2 separate regions of the Anas platyrhynchos genome follow, and region 2 is linked to region 1. A link is a contact called in public Hi-C data. All regions are on one chromosome and are shown on one strand. The core of a region is the stretch at or near the end of the contact, and the rest is flanking DNA. Distances in the headings are between cores, read along the strand shown.

Region 1 (7,413 bases), core at 2,693-5,192:
GTTCCTCTTTCTGCTGTCCCTCTGCCAACAACACATCCCTCTGCCCTCCCCTTATCAACAGTGGGTCAGAGACACAAAGCATCTCCTCTACTGACAGGAAGCCAAAGGGAAGCACTTCATTACAGATAGGACTATCAGGCTTTCTGTGGGGTCTGGCCTCTTGACTTGCACCTGTAAACACTAGAATTGCAGATCCCCAGTGCCTACAGACAGCAGTTTTTGACAGCTCACCTATTCCTGAACCAGCTGCCTCCCAGGAGCCTCACTACAGCTCCATTAACAATCAGCCACAGTTCAAGACATTATTCAGACCTACCTACTGCTTTTTTCCTCCTTTTTAATTATAAATTCCAGTATGTAGCAAGTCACACCTCCATCCAAGCACATTATGCCATGCTGAAGACAGGGCAATTCATCCCTGGAGGGCAGAAGGACACAAAGAAATTAAGCATCTTAGAACACTACACAGCCATTTCAGGCATAAACAAACCCCTCCCAGTTCAGGGCTTTGGCCAAAATACCCTCAGAGCTTTATGTTCAACAAAGTTGAGGAGAGCAAATATAGCACAGGAAGGGATTCCAGACAGAAAATCAGCAGCTGGAAAGTCCACAGTTAACATTATTTATGTTCTTATCAAGCAGGTCCTAAAAGGAAAGGTGCAGTACTCACAGACAGCCAATGAACCTGTCAGCATCTACAACTTTATGATAAAAGACAAAGCAAGCCCATAACTCCCCCTGAACAAGAACAACTTTAAATGCTGTACCAAACTGCATTTCAGAGCCAGCTTTGACTGCAATGCTGGCGTAATGCTCCACACAACTGGATGAAACTGATGCACAGCCCAGACCTCTCTCAGTGGCATCATCCTTCCCTCTAAGCAGTTTGGTACAGAGTCATGTATGAGTCATTATTCTGAAGCATGATGTCAGGGGATTTGCTGTATTTTCTACACTGCACAAACAGCAAAACACAGAAAATCCCATATGAGGGGATTTACACAGCTTTGGACAATATTTTTCTAACCACTCACATGATATTCTTGAGAAAAAGCAATTCTCACCAAAACCCAACATCAGCAAAAATAAGTTTTCTCCCTAAAGTGGGGAAATGGATCACTTAAAGGAAACACATAAAAAGGAAGAGGCTTCACATATTTGACCCCTGAGTCCCTGTTTACTGTAAAGGGGTTAACAACACTCAGGAAAATCCAGATTTTTTTTTTTAAGGGATCAAGGCCTTTGCCAGCTGATTTCAAGAGCAAATAGAACTCCCAACAGATTTGGCCTAACGTGATTCTGGACACAGCTGAAAAGGATTTGGCCACTATAAGAAGACAAACCACCCACATAAAATCAGCCACAGTTGTGCTGGTCCTGCAGCCCAGCATGTGACCTGGCCCAGGTAAGCATACAGCCATCAGGGCTGTTTTGGACAATAGCATGCAGAAGAAAGCTTCTGCGTCAGCTGTGTGAACCCACAGGGGACCACAACCAGTTGCAAGAGCACTGAGCTCAAGGGAAAGCTTGTGCCTTTATGCCTGCAGTGTTACCAAGGCCAAATGTAGCCAGCTTATGGCTACTTTGGCTCCCTTTCATGCTTTGCACTTGCTATTGCGGTCCAGACGTGTGTGAATTTCAGCCATGTGGTTTCACCTGATGGCCTTTCCATTTGCAGTGTCTGCTGAGCCCAACTCCAAAAGCTCAGTATTTTTACCTAAGAGAAGTACTTAAACCATTGTCCTAGTAACAAACCACAGAGTAAGGAAAAAGGACAAATTCACAGGGAGTGACAACGTTATGTACCAATGTGCAACAGACTATGAAATGGAACTCTTGGAAAACCCTTTGATATACAAGTGTGGCAATTCATAGCACTAAGAGCTTTACCTGCTAGGCCTTACCAAAACTTTCCAATACATCCCTCCCAAACCATAAGGAATAGTAGGTACAAATTAAAAAAGAAAAAAACTGGTCAGATGTTGCGACAACGTAAGTTTTCACATGACAATCTGAGCCTGCATTTCTGATCCCAAGAGAGGTCCCACTCCGTATCAACAGCGCTTCTCTGCCTGCAGGACACCACAATGGTGGGAAATGCACAACAGCTACAGCCCGTCAAGCAGCTGTGGTGCCTGCAGGTGGAAGTTCAGCTCCATTCCCTGGATGTAAAAACTGAACGCCCAAGACGCTCCTGTGGTGATGTATAACCTATGCTCACACAGCACGGGCACAGGAGAGATCCTGCACAGCTGAGATAAGGCTCTCAGCACGCCAAGCTGAGCAGTTCTCCAGGGTTTTTCCTTACAAGTCTCCAGCTGGCAGGACAGAAGTGCAGTACTGTCCCACAGCTCGCACGGCCATCCCGAAGCAACACAGTAGGGCTTCTCAGGATAAGTAGCTGTGGATACATGTTCAAACACAAGCGGTGAGGAAGCACTTCTGTGTTCTTACCAGCTGATTCCAGTAAAAGAAACCAGTGGCAGAATTTCTATTCCAGTGAGCTTTTATTCTTATTCAAATTTGGTATGGCCAAACATGAGCTGACAACATCTTTTCAACAAATGTGATCTCACAGTCATTTTCTCCCCCTTTTGCTTACAGGGTCTTTGCCACAACACTTTATTTGGCCCTATAACATTTTTATACCCCAATATAATCTGGGGATGCAATTCTTCTAGGAAAAGTGTAAAGAAACAAGAAAGACTCATCATTTCATTCTATTTGCACAAGCTTTCACAACATGCAAGACAAAAATAAAGAGGGGAGAGCCCATTCCTCCCTATGGGGCCCCAGGAGAACCAGCAGGATTTCCCATGCCAACCCACATTACAGAGACCGAAGAAAGACTTGGAAACAGACATTTGGGAAAAGCAAGCTGACGAAGGCTGAGTAATTAACAGAGGCCACATGGAAAAAAATAACAGCTTGGTTTCACAGACGCGCTACTGAGAGCCCTGCCTCTTCAAACACTCTCGGGCATCCAACCCTCACAGCACAGGATACACAAGAGTCCCGAATAAGGCAGAAAGCTGTCCTCACGTCAGTGTCTCTTGTCTCCCAGAGTTACAATCTCCACCGTTGCATGTAATAGCGAGCCATTTCCAAGCATTACCTGGCCTGGGAGAGTTTCCCTTAGCGAAGGACCTGGGTTAAGGCAGCTGTTGTACGTACCATGTGCCGAAGGCCAACCAAACCTCTGCTTCGAGCTCCCATTTCATAACTCTGTTTTCACCCTCAGCTAAACGGGGGCGTGTTAGGCTACAACACGGGCTGAGCCGTACGCAACCGGGCTGGAAGCCTCCACACCCCGACCACAGCGAGCAGCCACCCACTCACCCGGGGGACTCCCGGGTGGGGAAGAAATTCACAAGGAACCAGGCTAGCAGAACAACAAAACACTCGTATTGAAAAAAAATATACTTTTCGCTGAAAAAAAAAAAAAAAAGTATTTATATATATATATAGTTGTTACGCGATGCCTGCTGGCCGCAAGGGCAGCGCACACAATGGAGCCGCCCAGGGCTGCGCCCGCCGGCACCCCCGGAGCCCTCAGGCCGGGCTTGCGCTTCCACCGCCGCCGGGCCGTGCTGGGCCGAGCCGTGCCGTGCCACCACTCACCGAGGCCGCTGATCTCCTGGCGGAGCCCGGCGCGGCTGCGCTCCTCCGCTATCGCCCGCAGCATGTGCTGCAGGGAGCGGCCCGGCTCGCCGCCCGCCCGCTCGTCCTGCGGCCCGCTGCCGGCAGAAGCCATGGTGCCGCCGGCCACGCTCTCATGTCAGCCTCAGCCGCCGCCGGGCGGAGCCGAGGCCGCCCCGTGGCGGCGCTGAGGGAGCGGAGAGCCCAGCCCAGCCCAGCCCAGCCCAGCCCGGCTCGGCTCGGCTCGGCTCGGCCCGGCCCGGCCCACCGCAGCTCCCGGGCTCCCCCTGCGGAGCCGCTCGGCCCCGCAGCCCCAGCCCTAGCCCCAGCCCTTCCGCCTCCGGCCGCCCGACCCTACGGGGACTGCGGCCCTCGAGAAGAAGCGCCCGGGGGGTGGGTTCCGGGGCGCTTTGGTCACCAGCCTGCCCCACAGGCAGCTTAGCACCCGCACGTCCTGCTCCCTAGCTGTAGCCAGGCCCTCCTCAGTTTGTGGCTGCAGCTGGAGAGCAACACAATCGCCTTTCTTTTGCAAACCAGTCACTGAACGATATTGTTTTATTCCCTCCTCACTTCCTAAAAACATAACGAGGCTTGTGCAACATTCCGTCCCCTCCCCCCTTTCCAAAGTCCCATTTGAAACTTAGTCCTGAAGGTGATAATTCGGAGGAGAAAAGAGGTCAGAGAACTTAAGCTAGACATCACCTTAGAGCTTGGCTTTCTGCTAGAGCTTAATAAGGAAAAAAAAAAAAAAAAAAGCTTCCAAATGATGAATGATTGCTCTCCAAAATAGCAGACATTTATGCCGCATTGCTAGTTTCAATTTCAAGCCAGCTTCTGAGACAAATAAGTTATCAATGCTATCAATGATAGCTTTTTACAACTATATACTTATTTCCTATTACAGGGGCATAGACAAGAACGCTTTCTGTGGAAGGCCCACATGCTGAAATGGACACGAGAGAAATTTGCAGTCACTGCATGTTTTTCAGCAAAATATTTAGTTTTTACAATGCAATGGGCAGCGTGGACATACAATTAAGGGACTTAAAGACCTCTGCTATTGTTGTATCTGGTCGTTCCGTTTCTCAGCTTTTCAAGAACAAAGGTTTACAGTCCCATACTGGCTCCACAAATGCACGCTTTAGAGTTATTTATCCCCTGGGTTTACAAAGGGGAGAAGAGCAGAAGACTATCCTGTGCTCTTAGATTCCAGGTTGCTCCTGACGTGGCCAAGATGAGACCCTTCCGACAGGAAAACGAAATCTCTCTGCTGCCAGAGGAATTTACAGTATCCTTTACCTCATGCCATTGTGTTTTTATATATGGAGTGGTAATCGTGTCGAGAAAATGGTTGATATTAATAAAGAAGGGGGAGATGTGGGAGTATGGCCATGGGGGTCAGAAAGCCCCGTGGTTGAAGATAACATTAGACTCTTAACGATGAGGCCATCAGGAATGTAAAAGAGTTTAGAGGGAACAAAGAAGGGTGATTCAGGAGACTCCATGCAGTCTGGGGTTTCTTGTTCTCCAGCTGTTAAGGCATGAAAGCTTCTGGGTGTTTGCTGTTGTTGTTATTTGCAAAGTTGTTTGACCAATGAAAAGTTGTTTTTGAAAACGACTGCTGTGGGGAGAAGAGGGGAGCCTGTCCTCAAGATAATAAAAGGCAACACGATATAATGAAGTTATGTCATCAATAAAGAAGCAGAAAGAAGGAATGAAAAGGAACTGGCTGGCACAACGGAGACCAGGACGGGAACAGGCACATTGATTGTCTTGTGAAGATAGGTTTGGCCAGACTCAGCAAACTTCTCAGAGAAGCTTGTACTGAAAGTCGCTGAAAATGGCACACTGGAGCTGGAAAGAAGCTCAAGCTGAGAGAAGCAGACCTGCGCACACAACTGCCCCTCGCTGGTAAGCAGTTGTGCATTATGGGGAATCATATGTCCTTAGAAACAAAGACCATCCTGGTAACCTTACGTCTTATTCTCCTTATTAACAATCAGACACTTTATGATCCTGAAATATGGGACCAAATTGAGGTCAAGGTGTGGGACTCTGCAACTAAAAACGTCAAGGTTGCAGTGGGATTGCTCGGCACCTGGCGAGCAGTCTCTGAGGCCTTAAAGAGCCCTGTGGGACCACAGTCAGAAACGTGTGGTTTGCCAGACAGTGAGGGAGCTGCGGGCTCGTTTACTGACCCTTCTGCTACACCATCGGCCCCCCACCGCTATTGCCATCGCAGGCCTTTGTTGTTCCGCCCCCTGCTGATCTGGACGTGCCTTTTGACCCAGGCCCTATTGGCTTTGAAAAGGAGATGGATATGCTTTTCTTCGATCCGGGAAGATTAGGATACATAAGGCCCGAAGACCGAGTTGCTTGATGGAGACTTGTTTGTAGTCAAGAAAAGGAATGGAAAATGGAGACTATTAAGTCATGGAATTTAAAGGATTCTTTGCGCCAGGGGAGTTTTAGGTTAGATGTTAGGAAGAATTTCTTTACTGAAAGGGTTGTTGGGCACTGGAACGGGCTGCCCAGGGAGGTGGTGGAGTCACCATCCCTGGAAGTCTTCAAAAGACGTTTAGATGTAGAGCTTAGGGATATGGTTTAGTGGGGACTGTTAGTGTTAGGTTAGAGGTTGGACTCGATGATCTTGAGGTCTCTTCCAACCTAGAAATTCTGTGATTCTGTGATTCTGTGATATATTTAGAATGTTTGATGATATATTGATGATATATTTAGAATGTTTGATGTTTGTGTGTGCATGTTGGTGGAGCGTAGACTCCCTGCACACCCAGTGCTGTTTACTTGCCTTTTATACCTTTTATAAATATTTATTTTATAAATATTACTAAATTCAGATTGAGTTGAGACTTCATTTATAACAGGATCTAAGGATCTAGGATCAGGATCTACCTGATACCTAAGGATCAGGTATTTCCCCTCTGTAAATTACTGCTTGATTCCGGTACCAATATCACGTTAGAGATGCATGGAAATACTTTTCAGTTGTTGTATCACCAGCCAGCAGACAACTTTTCTGCTGTTCCTGTGGTCCCTTAAGCCCCTCTGCTGAGCCTTTACCATTTACCCTATGGTTCCAGCAACCCAGTTTAACAACAGCAATTAAGTGAACCTGTTGCTCCCTCACCTAGGCATTCTGTATAAAGAAATGGTGTTCATGTCTCTAAACAGTTCATATCCCTACCTTCAACTTTTCTTGGCTTCTGTCAAAACAGGCCCACGGACAAAATCCTCAGTTGTGAAAAAAAAAAGTTATTTTTAAACAGTCTCCCATTGAGAACACTTATACACACAACAAAAAGTTGTATATCCTACAACAGGATACTAAGACCCGGGGAGCACTAATAAACAGGCCTTGATGGCCCTGACCAGACTGACCTGCAGCCTCCACCCGTGGGCCGGGGGCTCTGACTTATAATCGAGGAGTTTTGGGCTATGGCTGCTGCTGCTGGTCTAGGCTGATTTCTCAGCTTAGCTGTAGACCTCCCCCATCACTATGGAAGTACCTAATGAACTGGACTCTGTCCTTCTGTGTTCCCTGCACTATGTCTCAATAATGGGTTCTTGTGGTTAATGGTGTTGTAATGTACTTTGTGCCCTGATGTAAAAACTGTGTACTGCTCAACAACACGGGTAGGCTGGATGCATGGCTTGGATTTAAGATATATGTGTTATACAGTAGAAGTATAAAACAATAGGCAAGTTTGCTGTAAGTAATCAGCTGTTTTAACGTGAGTTATGTCTTTTGAATTA
Region 2 (7,413 bases), core at 2,690-5,189, 72 kb before region 1:
CTGGTGTGTTTGGTATTTCTTTTTCTATATTTTTATATAGAAAAATCCCCTCAAAAAGCCTACTGTGAAATGTTAGTCACATAAATCAAGTGGAGAGGGAAGATGTAGTGCCTTGCAAGTCTTTAAACCAAAACTGATTCAATGTTGATAAGTACAAGTTATGGTAGTATAAACATGGAAGTGCTAAAAAGTAATCAAAATTTAACAATACTATACAAATCCATATTGAAGTTTTTTCCTGAATTTACCATGAAGAAATAATTACAGCCAACAGTCTCAATATTCCACTCTACACAAACCTAAATACTAATGGTTATATAACTTAATTTGAAAGAAAACACACCTGTTTAGAAGGACTTTTTTTTTTTTTAATGCCAGCACCTAATGGGAACATCAAAAAGCCTTTTAAAACAAATTCAGAAGTACACTGACTTTTACCTTCTTCCCCTATTATATATACAATGTGAAGTTGCCCGAGGCTGTTCATTGAAAGATTCAGCAAGCAGTCAGAAAGTTAAGTTTTGCCCAAGCGGAAAAAAAAAAAAGAAAAGAGTAAACAGACTACTTTTTCTCATGAGTGTCTATTTGGCAATGCTTATTATGAGTACCACAGAGTGTTATTCCACTGTTCGTGCTTGCCACCAGTAAAGAATACATTCAAACTCAAATCCCACCAGGCACAGTAGAGAGTAAAAACTGCTAACAAAATTCATGGTCGTTTAAGAGGTCTGTTTATTGGCTGCAGGGTCCAACGCTTTCTTCACTGCTGCCATATGCAAAATCAACTCCATTTTTGGTGCACAAAGGTTCTCCTTGCTCTTTGTTCAAAGGGCTCAGTACAGTGTCAGCATCATTTCCAACCCATCATCGTTTTATCAACACTAATCATCAATGAGGCAAAAAAACAAACCATGCAACAAGTGTTAGTTTGATGAAATTAGGTTGAAAGTATTTATATATTTACACATTCAACATTGTAACCTGCTTGCAGTCTTGTATTATTTCTATCAAAGGTCCAAACAGCTACATTCTGGTGTAAAATACTGTTTCATTTAAGGTTTGATGTAAAAGCTACTTATTTAACAATGCCTTTTACTGGATTCTGCTGCACCAATTTTTGACACAGAATTTCTATATACCAACACCACACACTTTCAGTCACACCTCAAAAAACAAGATAAGGCATTGGCAGATAACTGACTGCTGTGACCAGAAGAAATCCAATTTCTAGAGCTTTCAGTCATAATCTTTGGGACCATGAGAACCTAACATGAAGTGTGAGTCTGTAGGAGATGGCCAGTTCTTCCAAGAACTATAACTTGTGATTTCTTGACACTGCTACTCACCACACAGAATTTAAGAGTACTAACTTCCTAAATTAAAAAAAAAAAAAAACGTTCTTAAACCCCATTGGATTAACAACAGGACCTAGGCACTTTTGAAGACTGTGTCTTATATCTACCTTTAATACGGGGAATCTTTAGACTGCAAAATACAGGACAAGTAATCATCTGGAAAGTGAAAAAAAAAAAACAAACACATGATTGGCAAGCAGCAGTTCAACAATCTTAAAGTGCAGACTATTTATGTGGTCTCCATGTCCGACCTCTGTGACTAGAATGGGATTCTGTGCATGAGGATCTGCCAGAAAAGTGTGTTTGCAGAGCCAAGGACCTGACTATTTAAATTAAAACATGGTAAGATAACATACTTTGCGCAAACCATTTTACTGTGAAAACTCATCCTTGCAAACAACTCTCTTTTTAGGAAACCAACCACACCGACTGTGATGAGAAATGCAAAACCAAGTGATCCACATCCCTAACATGCTCAAGCCTTATAAACAATGAGGACTGGGAGAACAAAAAGAGAAGGAACATGAACCCACACAAACTGGGATTTTCAGCTGCCTGCATTAGCCAAGACAGCTGAAAGATTTGTTACATTTTTTAAAAAGGCTTCTTTTAAAAGAAGACTTGGAACCCGTCCTGCACTGGCTGGCAATAAGAACATGATTTCACATATGCTGTGGTCTCTAAGGCAAAGCAATAATACGCTAATACAAAATAAGTGATTTAAGAGCTTTCTTTAAAAACCGAAGGCTTTCTACTTGCTAAATTGATAACAAAGAAAAACCTGCGTAGGGTGAAAAAATTTACAGTCTTGCATTTGACATCTGTCAACATATATCATCGGTGAAGAGTTGAAGTGATAATCCCCAGGTCTCCAGAGGGAGCAAATGGGTAGAGCGAGGGAAGAAGTTAACTCGGAATGAGGTATGGTGGGATTCTGTAAATAAATAAAAAGGTTCTGCAAAGCTTCCCGAATCTGTTAACTGTGCTGCTTTCTCATACAGAGCTGATGTCAAGTATCAACATCAATATGAAATGAAATGAAAACCACTGCACTCCAACAGCCAGGATGTGGACAGCTGCACTTTCCTGCACTCCAGTTCATTCCTCAGCAACGTAAATGGTCAACAGAGGCTCAAATCTAATGGTTTACTGCTTTGGAGCTACAGAATTAAAACCCCCTCCAAATTAAAAGTGTGAGAGGTTTCTATCTAACATTCCCTTTTCTTTTTTTAGTATAGTGCAATTGCAAGTTAAGGAACCAGCCGTGCATCCTTGACCCAGGCAAAACTTGGATCACCTTCTCTGTTAATCTGTCTGTATGAGGACAATAAATTATAAGGGTTTAAAAGCAAAACAAAATATGCATTTTTTCCCTCCTACCTGATAACAAGCTAAGAAAACATGTGCGACACATAGGAACTGCACATCAGTTGTTTAGAGAGGAAATAGTTGAGAATCTTGTACATCTAACTTGTTTCTAAAAAGCACTATTGACATTCAGTAGACTTTTTCATCTCCATTTTCTATGGATGTCCATTTGGGCATACCTGTAGCCCTTTTCTACTAAAAAAGTTGTCTTCAATACAGATATAGCATACCTGCTAGCAGGATAAAATAAACCAATTAGCTTTTTTTTTATAGGAATTTTATATTCATCCCTTCAAAAACCAGACATCAGAACTCATCTGTGTACATATAACAAAGCAGACAATATTTCTCATATAATAGACAAGGGATCTGTGCTGTCTTTTCTGTAACATTGCCTTTCTACTACTGTACTACTTTAGAATCTTTCTTCATTTGTCATTTCCTCTGAAATCTTATGTAAGATCTGTTCCAGTCTTTCAGAATGCATGAAATTAAGCTACCTAAATTTAATATACCAATGTCAGAAAAGCATTAAAAATTACTGTCAACTAGGCAGTACTCAGGCACCCATGACTCAGGTTCCGATCTGGATCTGCTTCGTTTCCATGTCTGCTATTTCTCTGTTTGACTAAAAGGTATCAATTGCCACTAGTACGACAAATATTAGATCTCTCTCCCTTCCATCCCTGATGAATATTTGAAGGAAAACAGCACTGCTTTGCCCACCCCAATATGAAAACATAGAAAAAATAAAACATCTTCAGAGGCTTCAGAGTAGGACTGGTGTTCTAGTTGAAGAGTGGTTTAACTGTTGCCATGGACATTGGGAAGGAGAATCTTTGTGCTGTCTGGCACTAGGCACACTACCCAGGGACCTCAGGTAAGCACCTGGACTGCCTTTGAAGTTCCTAGAGAGAGCTTTTCAGCTGCTCATTTAGGAGTCAGTCTCTCTCCCTGGGATTAGGTAGGAAACCTAGGCACCTGAGTTGCATGCCTCAGGTTAGACAGCGTGAACACCCTCACACACACACAAGCACACACTCCCATGGAACGAGACTCAAAGTCTGCAACATGAGAAGTGGCTGTGCTGGCAATGACCATGTGAACTTTTTTGTAATGCTGTTGCAAAACATATGAAATAAACTAACTACTGGTCAGCTGTCCCTGTTATGCAGTCATGCTGCCAGTATTAGAAATGCCGTCACTCTGGACTATGGTGACTACTTCCAGGGCTAGCCTCAAAAACAAACAAACAAAAAAGACCTCCTTACTATACTGGATTCATCATGTAGGGCTGAATGATAAAGTTAGTCTACCTTTAACACTGAAGTGGAGCTACTCCCATGGAACATGACCTGAGGAAAAAAGGCAGAGTCCTATTTGAGAGGTTAAGTCATCAGAGGCTACTGAGAAAGTAACAAAGTACTTTAGGAAGGCCTGGGTGTGAGGGAGACAAAGGTCCAGGCTCAGAGCACATGTAAGTGTGGCACCAGCATTAGAGAGTTTAGGTGCTCAGACTCTGAATAGTGACAAAAAAAGACACCTTTACTCTTCATAGATTTCTTTGTGCGTGTATCAGTGTCACTTGCCATAAGTGACAAGCTACCCCACCCTTTGCTATGCCTGTTAGGTGGCTGTAAATAATGTGAAGTATGACTAGCTCTCACATCGAAGCAGTGAATCAAACTGCAGTAGTCTCAGTATTTTATCATTTAGATTTCACGTGTCAAGGAGTGCAAACTTTTTCTGTTTTGAGAAAGCGGCATTTTACCTGTAAACATAAGGCTTTTTTTTCCTGAGACCTCCCAAAACACAAATTTAAAACCTCCCACTAATGCTATTTTTAGTCACTTTTCAGAGCAGAATTACATTTAAAACATTTGTCTCAAAAGAAAACTTGTTGTGCTTCAGCATGTAACAGTACAGCAAAACAACAGGAAAAGATGAATCTGGGAAAGCTGCCAAGACATTAATCAGCTCTTATGCCCTCCTTGGCCTTGAACACTATCAGTAAGGACAACTTTACCTACTTTGGTCCAGTGTGTGCAGGAGCGTGTTGGTTATTGGTAAGGTTTTCAGTTTTTGGAGTCCATTTGTGGCCTCCTATTTTTCCATTTCAGCCTCAAACTAAAACTGAATCAACTAACAGAGATAAGCAGCATTAGTAGTGGATATTAACCTCAGCTTTAGTATAGCAGCACATTTTAGCCTTCTTTTCACTGGCTCAGTTTCTTTGCCAGGTCTTGAGGATGAAAATGTTGCTGTTCTTTGGTAGATACAGAAATTTGTCAGCAGAGTTCTCCTGTCCTAACACTGACACATGAACAAATGGGAACATCTTAAGCCTCTTTTTAAGCTCGGACCTATCCGACTGCACATATCCAAATGGCAATATATCTTTATGGTATCATTTTCCTTTTCCTCCTTCAGCAGGAAATTTTCTCATCCCTTCAATCCCAACACGCACAGACGCACTCACACAAATTAAGTCAATCCAACAAGGAGAGTATGGGCGAGAGTCTATGGAACAACGTTCATTAGCACATCATTATGAAATTCTCAAATTGTTTCTCTCAAAGAATATAAAGTTTAACACATTCTGTCCATATTGTTGGTTTCTTAGTTATAAAGTAAACACAGTAATAAACTGTTCATAAAGCATTGACTCCTTTTAAACGCAGCCCCTTCTTGTTTTATCTTGCTGAAAGTCCACTTCCAATCGGAAACACTCAAGTGATGTACTGCAAATGTGCATACGGCGTATGACAGCAGAGGAAGGAAGAAAGAGGCACTTTTGATCGGCTGGTATTCTTTGACTTCCCTTTTTCCAGTGGAGGTTTATGTTCCTGACACTAGATGGTAGTGTTAGCACAGAAAACCACTGTGGTTAGGCACTTGGCAACAAGGCTCCAAGGCTGTGCCCACTCTGCTATATCATCAGAATTGGTTTCTGACGCACTTCCAGGATATCTGGGGAAGGGAAAGAAACAAAAAAGAAACAGCAAATTTAGGAGGTTCCTGAAAGTAGCCACTGCACAAGGAAGTAAGAACTGAAGATTCATTTCTAGACTGCTGCATAGACCCCTGGTTACAACACTAAAGGAATTTAAATTACAAATAGCAATGAGACTTTGCCTATTAATGAAATCTATTCTAATCCCTCCCAAGGTGCATCCTAGTTGAAGGATGGTAAACTGCAAGTATAACCATCATATAGAAATGAGAGCTGATTTAAGTGTCATTAATAGTGGCATGAAACAACATGAGTCAGGCATGGGGATGGTGGCAATCTTCAGAGAAACAAGTGTAAGAAACATTATGCCAAAGGTTTTTTTCCTTCCCGAAAGGAATCATCCCCAAGTCCCTTACAGAGGTTTTTGGCTCAGAAGATGTTGGCACAAACAATTCAACAGTTTCATCTATTTTATAGCCTGAAGCCTACATTTCTGCACTCAAAAGGCTGCAATAAGAACATTCGTTTTGTTAGCTCCTCAGCCCCATATTACCCAAATGTGACAGAATATGAACCTGCAAGATAGCTATCATAATGGGCATCTTTCCAAATGTGCATAATAAAACTAGCGCACTGGCACAGCAGTCTGCAGAAGTATCTGGAAACTGGGCTGCTAGGTCTTTTTCCAGGCTACACAGAGAATAAAGAATGTCGGAAAAGGGAGTATATGCTTAATTAACAGCAGGTCACACATAGCTGCACACAAAGGGCATGACCTGAGTAAAAATTGATCCACACCTTCAGAGGGTTCTAGACATGTTTGTAAAGAATGAAACATAGCAGAGTGAATCCAGTGAAGGGCCATAAAGATGATTAAAAAGGATTGGACCATCTGACATGCAAGGAAAGGCTTAGACCTGCGTCATTTAGCATGGAGAAAGACAAAACTCAGAGCAGAGGAAGTCTTCTCAATATGTACAAACTCCAGATATTTTTGAATATTTTGATCACTATCCCTAGCATTTTAATTTTGTAGTACAGACTTGCCTAAACTACTCAAAGGAGATGAATGTCTTTCCCACTGCATCCTGCCCCATGTGTAATGCTCCTTTCTGCTGGAAAGCTGCCACTGGCACAAATGCATTAATAATAATAATAATAATAATAATAATAATAATAATAATAATAATAATAATAATAATAATTAATGCATTAATAAAAGGCACTGGAAATGGGCTCTATCCGAAGCACCAAGCTAAAGCAGATAATGAAAAAACTGCAGATTAAAATTCTGCCTTACAGCCCAGACATTTTATGTCTCTTTTCATTGTGTCTCAATAAATACACTGACTCCTGCAATTGTATGTTAAACAAATTAAGTCTAAGAAAGTGCATTCAAGCTAAAAGCAAATATTTGAGCATGGAGGCATTTATGCTACCCACTTGAGCAAGTATTAAATGCCAGCAGGAACAATGTATCTTTTGTGAACTCAAAAATGCCTGTGGTGAGCTCTAGCTAACCAGCTGTAATGGTATCAACGTAATTGTTGTAAGGAGTAATTGTATATTTTGTTGGAACTTTGTTCAAAATCCACCCTTAATTATAGAGGATCAATTCTGACTGGAATTTGTAATTTCTTCTAAACTGAAATCAATTTCTACATAGAGTGAAAGGCCAAATGGTGTAGAAACATCTCTCTGCTAAGTATGTTTTTGCATCTTATCAGCTACAGTTTT

Evidence for each region. Hi-C and Micro-C count contacts between places; a contact is called where the count stands out from the background.
Region 2: a contact with region 1 is called in a Hi-C map of liver, with 2.9 times the contacts expected there. The contact joins the enhancer-like site here to the promoter of KIAA0930 in region 1. A contact is called at or near these places in 2 of 8 Hi-C or Micro-C datasets (liver and skeletal muscle).

Annotation. Positions count from the first base shown.
Region 1 is chr1:72,082,474-72,089,886 of IASCAAS_PekinDuck_T2T, reverse strand. KIAA0930 (KIAA0930 ortholog) reads right to left here and starts at 3,942. Exons shown (of 11, transcript XM_072041358.1): 1 at 3,622-3,942. The coding sequence starts at 3,754.
Region 2 is chr1:72,154,392-72,161,804 of IASCAAS_PekinDuck_T2T, reverse strand. KIAA0930 (KIAA0930 ortholog) reads right to left here. Exons shown (of 11, transcript XM_072041358.1): 11 at 715-5,693. The coding sequence ends at 5,653. Among named protein-coding and RNA genes, the nearest start is that of NUP50, 24 kb to the left of the region's middle. Within about 2 kb of position 3,939, at least 5 of the 8 cell types and tissues checked have an H3K27ac peak or open chromatin away from gene starts, as enhancers often do.